Regions from separate parts of the Mus musculus genome. Here region 2 is linked to region 1. The links are chromatin contacts, called in public Hi-C maps. All regions are on one chromosome and are shown on one strand. Each heading gives the region's core, a stretch centred on a gene start, on an enhancer-like site or on the middle of the called end of the contact. The rest is flanking DNA. Distances are from core to core; before and after follow the strand shown. Region 1 overlaps Fto (fat mass and obesity associated). Region 2 overlaps Fto (fat mass and obesity associated).

Region 1 (6,701 bases), core at 2,752-5,251:
CACCTAGTAAACTCGTGTGGCACACAATCATTTCTGCCCATTCCCCAGGTAGCTGGACATGACAGGGTATGCTGTCCGTACAAGGCGGCATGGTAGGCTGCTCACATGCATTACTTAGCAACTCACTGTGCTGTGCTATTACAAAATCACCAGACAATAGACAATTTTCAGATCCATTACAAGTTTAGAGAGCTAACGACACGTATGTGGCCACTGATCAAAACAGCTTTCCATGGGGCATGACAGTGCTTCCCGTCTACATTAGTCACTGGGTATTGCAGACAAGATGAAACTGGCTAAAACACATGAGGTGCTGACAGTGTCTGGCCACAGCAGGTGCTCGGGGAAGAACCCCCAAGCGTCTCACTATTATCTGATAGAGCCTGGGCATCTTGGAGATTAGGAGAACAAAGGAATCACACCGCCCTGCTCTTACAGACTGGATTTCTGCAAGTCTCTATTATTTTGCATGTAAAACTAATTCTTTGGGTTGGGGATTTAGCTCAGTGGTAGAGCACTTGCCCAGCAAGCGCAAGGCCCTGGGTTCGGTCCTCAGCTCTGGGGAGGAAAAAAAATAAAGTCAAAATATTTCTTTAAAAGTGCTTTTTATCATGATTTTATTAGAGTGAGTGTGTGTGTGTGTGTGTGTGTGTGTGTGTGTGTGCGCGCATGTTCCTGAACCTTTGTAGATAGAGATCAGAGGGCAATAATTTGCAGGAGTCAGTCTCCCCTTTCCACCCTGTGGGTCCCTCTGGTACCTTTACCCCTGAGCCACTCCACTAGCCCAACAGTTCTGTCTGTACAATGTGCGCTTTCACCCTTCCCCAGTCTTTACTACTTCCCATCACAGATGCTTCATAGATGCTACTACCTGTCAACATCTTAACCTCCTTCCTCGTGAGAGGGAAGTACAGCAGAGCCATCAGGCTGCAGCCTGGAAACAGGACAGCAAGGAGAGCATAGAGGCAGCCCTGTGGCCGGCTATGCCTGTGCCTGCGCCTGGGCCTGGGTTACCACATTCACTGCAGCCATGCACTGCAGCGGGTTCTGAGAGCTGCCACCTCAGGAAGAGCTAACCAACCCCACTGTTCCTGCCATATCTGAGGTCAGAGGCCACGGGCTCTTCTCTCAGATGGCACCGAATTACATCAGTGGATTTTTAGGTTGCCATTGCTACTCGAGATGTCATTGAAACTGGTGACTTCCAACCATTCATCTCATTCTTTGTTTTGGACTGAAAGCCCAGGGTAAATTTAGAAAAGATACTAATTATCCTGAGGACAAATTCAAGACCAGAAAAATGAAAACATTTAAAGAGTACCATGAGACAGATTTTTTTTTTTGGTCTTAAATAATTTTTCCAATACAGTCATTCAAGCAAACAGAAAACAAGTAACAACAACAGAAATCAGACAAAGCAACTGGAACTGCCAGGAAACACTGACCTTAAAAGTGCTAGTGAGTTCTTTCAAAGGACTTAGCACTCTCGGTTTGCACAGGAAGTTCTAATACCTTATTACTTTGTCTAATAATCAGGTAATAAAAAAGGTCTGAGACACTCTTGGGACCCTAGACACACAGAAACGAGAGCAGGAAAAGACGGCAAGGTCAGCCAAGTCGGCAAGCTCCAGCTCTCTGCTCCAAGGCGTCGGAACCTTAGAAGAGGCAAGGAGACTGGCCTGTCTGCCTACAGGAGGCATTTAACTGCTTCTGCCAAGCAGGGTCTTATAAAAATGACAGGAAGCCAAGAACAAGTCCATACCTGACAAATAACGACAATCGAGATGGTGATGTCAGGCCCAATAAAGCATTTTGGCAAGTTAAGAATGTGCACCTGTGAGAACTGAGGACGACTTGACAGACTCCTGTTTCCCTGGCTCTTTCTCGGCAAACTAATCGTGGTGACTGAAGAGTCTACCCTGAGCTTTACAGATGCACGGATCCAACAACTGCTGCTCTCCTGGGCATCAGGAAGACAAAACGACAGCGGTGCTTACATGCAGAAGTATTCTGCGCACGATGGAACAATGAGCCAGAGAGGATTTAGATGGGGGAGAGGGGTGCTCTGCAGATATACTGGTGAGACCGGCCAGGAAAGGAAAGGACACCCAACACACAGACACGAGTGTGCTTACTCATCCTCAGAGCCTCAGAGGCTCTGGCCACACTGCCATCGAGCATGCTTTCCCCCAGAGCAGACTGTACCTTCGCAGCTATAGCTGTACACTGCCACGGCTGACCTGTCCACCAGGTTCTCATCGTGATGCCAGCTCACCGCCATCTTCCCCATGCCGAAATAGGGCTCCTCTTTCAAGTAGGGCATCTTCTGAGGATCCATGAAGTTTAGCAAAGTCACGTTGTAGGCTGCTCTGCTCTTAAGGTCCACTTCATCATCGCAGGACGGCCCCACGCCGGCCCTGGGGAACTCTGCCATGCACAGTGGCACAGCGTCTTCATTGGCCTTCTCTCTGACAGCCAGTTCTTCCAAGGCCTGGATGGTCTCCACCTGGAGGTAGTCATTGAGCTTTAGGAAGGTCTGACATGCAGCGGCGATCTCAGCCTCTGTGTACTTGACCGTGCAGCCCTTCACGGGCCAGGGCACCGTGAAGAGTCTGGTGTTCAAGTACTTGTAGGTGCAGCCTGGGTCCCCGATGAGGATGCGAGACACTGGGGTGAGCACATCTTTGCCTTGGATCCTCACCACGTCCCGAAACAAGCAGCCATGCTTATGCAGTGTGAGAAAGGCCTCGGGGACCTCCTTATGCAGCTCCTCTGGTATGCTGCCGGCCTCTCGGAAAACCAGTTTAGGGTATTTCAGCTGCCACTAAAATAAAACCAAAGAGGGGGAGACAGTTACGCTTGGCTATCGTCTTCTTATTTCCAATAGTCTGTTTTCTTTCATAGAGTACAGGGAAAAACTAAACTACACAGTACTTTTCCCCAGCAGGGTTCTTACCTTGCCAGTCTAAAAAACAAACCTTATACAAAACCAACGCCCAGACACTCTCCAGTGAGCGCTGTCAGGTTGAAGCTCTAACTACTAATAATCTTCAACACAAACAAAAAAATCAGAATAACTGGCCTTTGATCTCTCAGGCTTCCTGGGCCCACTTCTCCCCTCCTTCAAACTTTATGGCCTTCGGCTTCACAGGAAATAAAATTTTATTCATGAACTGATTATTGTCAAGTGTTTACTTCATGCCAGGGGTTCTGATTCGCTCAGACTAGCTCATTTCTCACAGCTTGACACAGACTATCAGCTCCAGTTTACAGATCCAACCCTGAAGCATTCAGGTACTCTGAAAACCTGCCCCAAGTCACACTGGTAAATGTTAGCCCAGGATTGAAGCCTCTGGGCTTCAGTGTCTGGCTGGCTCCGGCGGGAGTGATCTTAACTGTCTGGCTGAACCCTTTCCAATTACTGGCACACTGGCTTCTGGTCCAACATACTCACCTAAAGAAAACTCACCTCTCTGGAAGAGAATGCAGTAAGTTCTATGAACACAGGAGCCATGACAATTTGATTCCTGACTAGAATACTGGTTCCCAGAATATTCTACAAAAGGCAGGTCATTGGGAGGGGGCTATTCAGACATACACCACCCACTAACCCAGAAACACACAAGGACACTGCTCAGGGCTGCTCTGGCTTTCCTGGAGCCACTTTCTCCTTTGCACGGGATTTCTAATTGTCCTTGTAAAGCAATCCGACTTGTTCCCTCTCAGTTTTAGGCTGAATCCTGTAGAGAAAGACTAAGGGATATCAACCCACTTGCTTGTCCTCAGACCACTGTGCTGTTCAGGACTTCACACATGGGGGGGGGTAACATGCTCATTCCTGTGATGTGTGCATCCTGCTGCGTGTGCACTTGTGTACACATGTGTGCAGAAGCCAGAGATCAAGGCCAGCTGTCTTTGGTAATCACGCATTGACAGGGTCTCTCACTGATTGGCTAGGCTAGCTGGCCAGTGAGCTTCAGGAATTGGCCGGTCTCCACCTCCCCAGCATTGGATGTCAGACCAATAGGGCCAATGTGCACCACGGCTCCTGGCTGCCCACATGAGGACTAGAAATCCAACCTCAGGTCTTCAAGCAACAGTCTGTTATTACTACAGCATAACCTAGCCTATTCTGGCTCATTGATAGCATGGGGAGAGGGCAGTCCTGCAAGATTCTACAGGAAGGAGAGAAAAGCAAAGCACACTCATGGAGTCTGACTGAGAAACGAACTCACTGAGTAAGGAGAGTAACTGCCCCGGCTCTCAGCGCCCAGGTGAGCCGGATGATCACAAGTTTAATGTGACGAGAGCACATGGCACAATGCTGGACTGTCACTGACACTGTCAGAGGTCCCTTCAGAGCTTACCGGTGCTCTGCTTCACTTACCCCAACTGGAAAATGGAGACAATGTCACACTTTTTTATCTACACAGCCCAGGAAGACAGCAACACACACCCATAAGCAAAGAACATTCTGGAACCATATCTTGTCTCAAAACAGGGAGAAGAGAAAGGAGTAGAAGGCAGATGGAAATAATAATAATAGTAATAGTAATAATACTAATAAGAAGGTTTAGGTGTAACTCTGGCTGCGTTGGGGAAAGGACAGAATGGCAAAGGCATGGAGAAGAAATGGTTGAGAAGGACTGAAGAGAACTCTGGGGAGGACTGACAAGAACTCTGGGGAGGACTGAAAAGGTTCTACAACCCCCCCTTTGCCCCCCAGCATGTACTTCATATATTTTAGTTTTAGTTTTTTTGATTTCCATGATTTTCTAAAATACATGGAAACTACTTTGAATAAAAAAAAAATCGGCAAAAAGACTATTTTAATCTAATTTTTTTCATGGCAATTCTTACATTTGCCAGGACACTATTCTTGATGGTGTGATAAGATGGTCTGAGTCATCAGCCATCTTCAGAAGGCCTGCCTCTGTGTGAGCCTGATGTACTTCAGCACGACGAGAAGGAACGATGAATGATAGCGGGCTCTCTCTGCCACAGTCTCACAGAAGATGAATGGGAGAATGCCTACCCGACATGTCCTGGTTAAACTAGGACCTGATGCACAGAACAGCTTCAGACATTAGTTAAGGACTGTCTTTAGAAAGAACAGCGAGGGACTTTGGAGAAGAGATGAACATTAAATAATCTGAGTTCATCCTGTCAGACGAGCGGGTTCACGTTCCGTTTAGACAGGTACATGAGCAACATCAGATAGCACACAGTAATTTGGAACAGCTGTTGGCAGACTTTCAAATATGTTAGTGTAATTTTTTTGATTAATCCTGTTAAAGTTTTTCCAGGGAGTACACAGTCGTGAAATTACACTATCGCTGGTTTGCTTGCACTCTATATTTCTTGAGGTCCATGAACACTTACTTCTAGGGCATAGAAGACGATGTTGAGTTTAGTATTTGGAAAGGTATGTCAGCCATGATGGGCCAATATGCTGGCTCTAATCAATGGACTGGAAGGTCTGCAACCCTGGCTCTCCAGGGAGACTTCATCTTGCCCATCCTGTTGCACTACATATAAATTCCATCTTTCCTTCCTACCAAGGTATGGTCTGAAGGACTTTCATCATTCCGAGAAGACAGGCACAGTACTGAGTGAGTAACCCACTTGTTTATAGGAGGTCAGATCAAATGAGGCCCAATAGAACCCTATCTTCAACTGAGAGAACAGAATTTACTACCTGTAAGCAGCCTGAGAAACATATTCTCCTGACAATGTCCATGACCAGAGCCAATGAGAATCCATCTATACCCTGTTGTCACAGGCTCTGCTGCTAACACCTCATGCTTGCATTCTGAGCATCACACACACTGTCCTTCATAATGTTGTCTACCTAATTTTTATTGACAATACTTGCGACTTGACAACCATCCCAATACTAAAAGGCCACGCACGTGGCTGCGCCTCCAGCTGGATCATGCCATGCAGAGCCCAGGGGAAGTGCGGTTCTGAAGCCCCATGGAAGATCTGCCATGGCTGTTACTACCAGGTGGGTGGAACCAAACTGATGCTCTGCTAGTGGTGGGGTGTGGGTTCATGCAGTCATTTACTTAACAGCCCATGCTATTGTGTGTGTGTGCTTCAAATCCAGCTAGTGCTAGTTATGCAGCAGACATTGAATAACATCCATAAATATGCTGATTAAAAGTAAGTTAGGCCCTACAGATAGTATCTCGTATTTTACCTGCATAGACAGGATGGAAAGTGAAGGAGTCCCACTGCAGAAGGCCAAGTACACAGTTAGAGGATGAGAGGAGAGTTGGCGAGGAAAACCTGGAAAAATCCTCACTTGGGGAGGGGGAGGGGGAGGAAGAGTTGGCTCAGTGGGTGACGGCACTTGCCACCAATCCTGATGACCCGCTTTATAAGGAGAGAACCAACTCCCACAAATTGTCCTCTGACCTCCAGATGTGCACCGTGGCACCACACATGTACACACTCAGGCAAAATAAAAGAATGGAAACCATCTTAAGATGTCTTGGTATGTTCTGTTGAAGCAAAGGAAGAGTGGAGAAGCTGGGAGGCAGCTGCAGCAGGACATGGCTACAGCAAGAACGCCGCAGCTTTGGCCCCAGGGCAATCGGCAGGGACAGAAAGCAGTCACGAGACACCTTACCAGTGGGATTTCCTGGGACATTAACAGAATATACAGTATTTACATAAGGGCATTTTTCTTAGGGTAA
Region 2 (6,701 bases), core at 1,768-4,267, 80 kb before region 1:
AGAACAACACTGCTGTGGGAAACTGGACTTGAGGGGTGGGTCCAAAGAGCCAAGCGAGTGCCTTGAGGATCACTAAAAATGTAAGGCAGGGGTTGTAGCTTTTCCCAATTTCCAAAGACAAACAAAATGGCCCTAAAATACTGTGTTCCAGACTTTGAATTATTGGGTGCTTCGAACTGTTTAACCTGCTTCCAATCTGGGCTTATCTTGAGCCACTCAGCAATGTCCCAGTCAAAAGAGGGAGAAGGGAATTTAAATCTTAATTGAAAGCCACCAGACATTTCATTCCACATCTTAAATTACTAAAATATACTCTGCTCCTAAATTAGAAATACTGACCCTAGGGTTGGAGAGATGGCTCAGTGGTTAAGAGCTTGCCGGGCTCTTGCAAAGGACCCAGGTTCAAGTCTCAGCACCCATGCTGGTTGGCTCACTACCACCTCTAACTCCAGCTCTGGGGGACCGGAAGCCTCTGGCCTCCAAAGCCACCTGCATTCCTGTGTACATATCCACACATAGACAACCTGCATTCCTGTGTACATATCTACACATAGACAACACACACAACTAAGGATGAAAATGAAAACAGGGTGAAATGGGAGGCAAGGTACGTTAGTACATTGTTAGTACATGTAATTTAGTATTCCCAGGAATACTTATGGGGAAAGATAAACATATACATGTATAAATATACATACTGTATCTGGGTGATTTACCATTAATATGAGCCTGAAATATTTATTAATATTTTATTGTTATATCTTTCAGGCCCCCTAAAATCTTTAATTTAGGAAGAATTTTAATATGAATTTACTTGCGCTATTATCTAAATACCATTATGTTTGATATATATTTCAGCACATAGGAAGCAGCCTTGTTCTTATGTTCACTATAAAGAACTTTATCCACAGCTACAGTGACAGCTTCATTAACCTTTCCCTAAACAAATAAACAAAACTGCTCTTTGGCTCGCTCATTCCCTGCAACTGTGGGAGCCACAGGCTGAGGACCCGTCCCTGCAGCAGCAGGCTGCCTCCACAGCAAGCTTCCTCATGATTTATGCAGACCACAGTGACAAGCAGAGACGCGTGACTCACCTGGAATTAAACTATTATAAATAACTTGTCAGGGACGCCTTTACATTCTGATGAACATTTCTCTGTTAAACTTTAACAACAAGGACCTGGTTATGTTATGAAATGAAACACCCACTCATTTGCCACATCTCTCTGCTCTCCTGGGCCAAATTTTAACATAAATGGGTAAATTAAATGTAGCCTATAGCTTACCTAACGTAATTATATGTTGTATTTTACTCTGATTCAAAACGGATACATTAAGATAATCCAGCCTTGGCTTGCACCCACTACGGTTGGCAAAGGTTATTAAGGCCAATGGCCATGCACAGGCTGCTACTGTAACCCAGGGACTGTTGGGACAGGAAATGGTCCAACGCACAGGGAGGATAAGCAGGAGCCACACCCCCTCCCCCCCCACCCAAGGAAAAGCAACAGCAATGGAGAGCATGAAAAAAAAGACCCCGCAGTACATAAACCACCAGCTCTTCTCAGGGCGTTCCTCGGGAAGCTCCCCGGAATAATTCCTCTGCATTGTACAAAACAGAGGTTTTTAAGGTCAAAAGGAAATGAGTAAATGCCATCAATTTAGAGGATTTCAGCCCCGGCATTCTTCTCGGTCTCGCCGCGAATTTGATAGTGTTAAAACATTTTTATAGGTAAGATAAATGTCAGTTTTGCAAAGAGCGATACCAACCCCTGGGAGACAAACGGCCTATCCACTGGATCTCAGGCCATGGCGAGACGGCGTCGCCTCACAGGGGATGTGAGCTTTTCATACTCCTCTTTAGCCAGCAAGAAAAGCTTGCACGGTTTCTTTCAAATGCTAACTCTCCTATCCCGAAGTGCCTCCTCCTAACATAATAATCTTGGATGAGAGGCAGTGGGTTGGCTGAAAAAATAATAAAATACAAATATGTGACTGGTACTCAAGTGTTAGAATGCTTCTTGAGTGGAGAGCAAAGAAGGCAAGAAAGGCTTGACTGTGGTGCAAAGGGTCAGGCTGCTCCGGGCTCAATGCTCAATAAATTCACCAAGTAATATTCAGCGGAGAGGTGATGTTTTATCAGAATGTCATTCAAATATAAGGGCCTAACATTTACATCACAAGAGCAAGCACACACACCGTCCTCCGGGAGAGAAGCAGTAAGAATAAGCAGTGTGCCAGGGCATGCTTGCTGGGACAGGGAGTGGGGAACAGAGGCCCGGGAGTTTATGTACAGCTGACTAAACTTTCTGAAATATGTGGCTGGTTATGACATGTGCAGCAATTACCACTAATGGGGGAACAGCTATTTCAAAATTCATTTTCCATTCTCCTGTAGGCTTCTGGAGGCAACCCCTCCCAACCGCACGACAGAAAGGACGGGAAGACAGACAGAAACTACAGCACACACCTCTTCCCTGGTACAAGAGCCATCAAAGACTGCTTAACACATAGGCAAAAAAAACCCCAATACGTGCACTGCCCAAGGTCTTATTGAAAAGGACAGGCGTGTGCTACAGAGCAGACGAAGGTGCACTGATCAAAGACACCTTTTCACAACACGCACAGGACCCCATTAACTCAAAAACGCAAAAAGATAACAAGGAATCACTTGTCTAAAGTCATAATAATTTGGAGCAATATATTTCATGGAAGAAAAGTTTGAACAATCAAGAAATGCCCTTTTGATTAGCTGACTTTCACAGAATCTAAACGCGCACCAAACGCTGCATTTTTGAAGTAAAATTGCTGTTGAATCTGTGAACCCACAACTGATTTCCCGTGTTATGGAATCTTGAAGATTACAGCTAACTTGAAGCAACAGGGGTAATTCCTGGCAGTTAATGGGACATTTATATGCATTTTCCTGAAGGACAGCATCTTGGGACCTCCAACTGGCAGCTCAACACTGCCCCCTACTGCTTACAAGTTAAACCAGAGAGCAGGAACAAGGCTGACAGAGCCAGCCGCACCAGCCAATGCCTATCCAACCTTAATAACCAAATACCACATGGCACGGCACTAAGAGCCACAGAGCAGGGGACTTTTCCAAAGATGATTCTCCGCCGTCTCTTTCAATAGCAAAAATAATTTATCATGAGTTTATTAGAAATCTTTTTTTTTAAAGGCCTAAAGCAATGCTTCAACTTAATTTAGAAGAAACATCCCTTTTATCTTGGCCCAATCCTTCACTCTGCTGATAATGATCCAACTGTGGTATGCAAGGGAGACACTGAAACATTGATTTCTTTTTTTCTTTTTTTCTCAGTAAAGAACAGAGCTCTGGAAAATTCTCCAGATTGCTGCTCCTTTAGTTTACTGTTTTGTTTTGGATCTCTCTCTCTCTCTCTCTCTCTCTCTCTCTCTCTCTCTCTCTCTCTCTCTCTCTCTCTCTTTCTTCCTTTCTTCTTTTCTTTTTCTTTTCTTTTCTTTTCTTCCTTCCTTCCTTCCTTTCTTCCTTTGTTTCTTTTTTTTTCAGTATAAAATATAATAAAAAGAAGGTTCTTCCTCTAACTAACTGCCACTCCTAGCGAATGTGTGCACTCATGGACTGAGACTGGCACACAGCCATAGTCAGATATCTTTCCAGTGAATTAGTGATGAACTTCGCTGTGTGATCACAATACTAAACATTGCACTTGTTGGCAGGGTGGAATACTCCTAAATCAAATACTTCTAAAATAAAAACTGTTTTATGGCTGGAGAGATAGCTTAGCAGTTAAAAAGCACTGGCTGCTATTCCAGGGGACCCAGGTTCAATTCCCAGCACCCACACGGCAGCTCACAACTGTCTGTAACTTCAGTTCCAGATCAGACACCCTCACACAAATACATGGAGACAAAGTACCAATGTACTTAAAATAAAAAATAAATGACTAAACAATTTATTTTACAGAATTATGGAGTTCTTTTCTTACTTATTTCTAAGTCCTAGTTTACAGCTTGGTAAGATTATGACTTCAATGTCAGGTTGACATCTAACAATTAGGCCTCGGCAAGCAGGATCCTAAGTGCCTATGTAAAACATAACAAAAATCAAAAGTTCACACAAGCACAGTTGTACACACCCTATAAAACCAGCATTTCCTCCGCAGGCTTGGCTCAGGAACAGAGCTAGTCAGGCAGAGAGGGAAACTTCAGCATCTCCAAGTTGGCTACACAGTGCTCTGTACTAACCCAGGGTTTGGGGAACTCTGCCTCTGGGGTTATTCTAGGAGGGCAGTGGTGTCCCCTTCCTAGATGCTGATCCCCTCAAAGGCAAGTCGGAATGAGTTCAGAGGTGTGCATTCTGATGCACGCTCTTAAGCTCAGGCCTTCAAACTTGCGACTTGATATTTTCATAAGACAGGGATTACTGAAGATATTATGTTAGCATCTTCATCAAAACAATAACACTAAGTTGGCTGGCCAAAGTGGAGGTGACAGACTGGTCTCAGTGTGGGCAAGGATGATAGCTCCACAGGTATACATTTATTTCTCAACTCATCAAACTGTATATTTTATGCTTGTGTAGCTTCCTGTGTATCAACTATAGGTCCAAGAAGCTGCCGGAGAAACATTACTGGTGGGGACTGGTGACCACTGTGCACCCTGCAGATGAGTCACTGCTCTCTGCACCCTTCAAACGCTGTGAAGTGGCACTCTCCAGAGGTCAGCAGGCTTTTATCGCCTTTCCTCTACATTCCAAAGCCAAGCCTTTGGAGGCAGATCAGTGAGCCGAAAAGGGCAAGAAGCCTAGAGCAGGCCTTCTAGAGTTCAAATCCCAGTTCTCCCACCTAGTAGCTGGTGACCTTGGGAAAGTTATATAAGGCCTTTGGGCTCCTATCTCCTGAGAGTAAAAGTGAGACAAAAGTCATACCTATCACATGGAGTCACCATGAACAGTACTCATGAACATTAAACATTCTCAGCACTCATAAAATCTTTAGGAATCATAAAGGAACCATAAAAACAGCACGCAGGCATTTGCTGATGCTATGGTTATCCAAGCCGAGGCTCATCAAGTGGCTTCCACCTGCCAGCTTGCTGGCATGTCCAGGTCCCACACACCTACGTGCTCTGCCTTCTGACCTTGTTTCTACAGTTCCAAGACCCAGGATTTCCCCCCAGACAGCCCACCTCATCCTCTCGTCTCCTCATGGTCCTCCAACGAGACCAGCACCTTCCTAGCAGTCAGCGGTAGTGACCTGACCCTGATACTGATCTGAACGGTGTGCATGCGTAGAGAGGAGAGGAGACACTGAGAGTCCATTTTCTCCTTCCATGGAGTCCTTGCTTGTCTATCGCTTGTCCCTCATTAAGCCTTGCTGGTCCCAGGCATAAAACCCAGGTCACCAAGGATGGTAACAGCCGTCTTTACAACTCTGCCCCATCTTGCCAGACCATGACTTTTCTTTTCTTTTTTTTTTTTTAGGCCCCACAACATGGTTTTATTTTAGCCATAGTGATACATAGGGACATCCACATTTCTCTCTTTGCTAAACCTCTAGGCTATGGTGAGTAAAATCAGGTGTGCTCTGCAGCCTGGCCTCTCATCTCAGCCATCTATTTAGTGGCCCTGGATGAGTATCTAGCTTCTCTATACCTAAGCTTTCACATTTATAAGTTAGGGCTCACCATGCTGTCCACATCAATTGTTGCAAGGATTTATAATCTTGATAAGGAAAACCCTTTGAATGGTGGCTGGAACATAAAACCACAAGTGAATGCTGGGTGCTGCTATTAACCTGTCCGCACGCTGTGTCCCGGCTCATGTCTAGCAGGGCGCCCTCTGTGAAGAATATCAGAAATGTTTCCTGAAACAGAATTGCAGGCTGCTCCCATTATAACCTAGCACGGGCGTTTACTTGGACGACGTATACATTTGCCTGTGGAAATCAGACGGCTTAGGATCAGCACAGTGTGGTGCCCCAGAGGACGTGCTCAGACCTCACGCACTTACCATGCTCTCCATCTTCTTCCACAGCCCCTCCAGGTGAGTCATGGGCTCACACCACCAATCGGTGCAAAGTTTGTATCGATTGCCTTGAAACCAGAACTGCCTCAGCCACTCAAACTCCACCTGTGGAGCAGAACAAGAAGGTGGCGGTTATAATGTCCTTGTGATAGACCAACAAGGACAATGGCTTCCCCGCTCAAGTCTCCTTTGGCAACTTAATCGTCAGAGGGTGAGAGAGGCAGGCGAGAAAAGCTTGACCTAAGCAGCTCCCAGCACACCCTGGGATCTCCAGAGCATTCTGAAAGCCAAGAAAATGGAAGTCTCAGAGTTGAGGGCCTGCTAGGATGGCAATCCAGGTCAGGCTAAATCTTTTAGGCACGTGGAACAAATACTCAGATCCTGAAGTATAGGCAGCATCCACTCACTATGTGCAATGGCAAGTCATAATGAGTAATTAAACACCCTCAGGAAAAGCTAAGAAGGCCATGACATTGACACTGGAAATAAAGAACTTACCCAAGGGATGGGAGAAGTGGTGATCATCTTAGCCACATAAGCACACAATATGTAATTAGTTATAGAGGATCCTACACAGCCATTAAGGTTCTCAGCTGGTGACGCAGTAAGGGCCAATCACAACACTACCCACAGAATGCCTTCTCCAGGCTCAGTCCTGTCATACAGGCAGAGCTACCCCTAC

Evidence for each region. Hi-C and Micro-C count contacts between places; a contact is called where the count stands out from the background.
Region 2: a Hi-C map of liver shows a contact between it and region 1, with 2.8 times the contacts expected there. The contact joins two enhancer-like sites. A contact is called at or near these places in 10 of 484 Hi-C or Micro-C datasets (the Patski cell line, astrocytes, cortical neurons and 4 more), 3 of 115 datasets of contacts at active chromatin or transcription factors (embryonic stem cells, hepatocytes and pancreatic cancer cells) and 1 of 9 other capture datasets (pancreatic islet).

Annotation. Positions count from the first base shown.
Region 1 is chr8:91,405,346-91,412,046 of GRCm38.p6, reverse strand. Fto (fat mass and obesity associated) reads right to left here. Exons shown (of 9, transcript NM_011936.2): 3 at 2,206-2,824. Among named protein-coding and RNA genes, the nearest start is that of 4831440D22Rik, 59 kb to the left of the region's middle. Within about 2 kb of position 4,001, at least 12 of the 459 cell types and tissues checked have an H3K27ac peak or open chromatin away from gene starts, as enhancers often do. A contact at or near this core is called in liver, where this site is marked.
Region 2 is chr8:91,484,582-91,491,282 of GRCm38.p6, reverse strand. It overlaps Fto (fat mass and obesity associated), which reads right to left. Exons shown (of 9, transcript NM_011936.2): 7 at 6,005-6,124. Among named protein-coding and RNA genes, the nearest start is that of 4831440D22Rik, 20 kb to the right of the region's middle. Within about 2 kb of position 3,017, at least 5 of the 459 cell types and tissues checked have an H3K27ac peak or open chromatin away from gene starts, as enhancers often do. A contact at or near this core is called in liver, where this site is marked.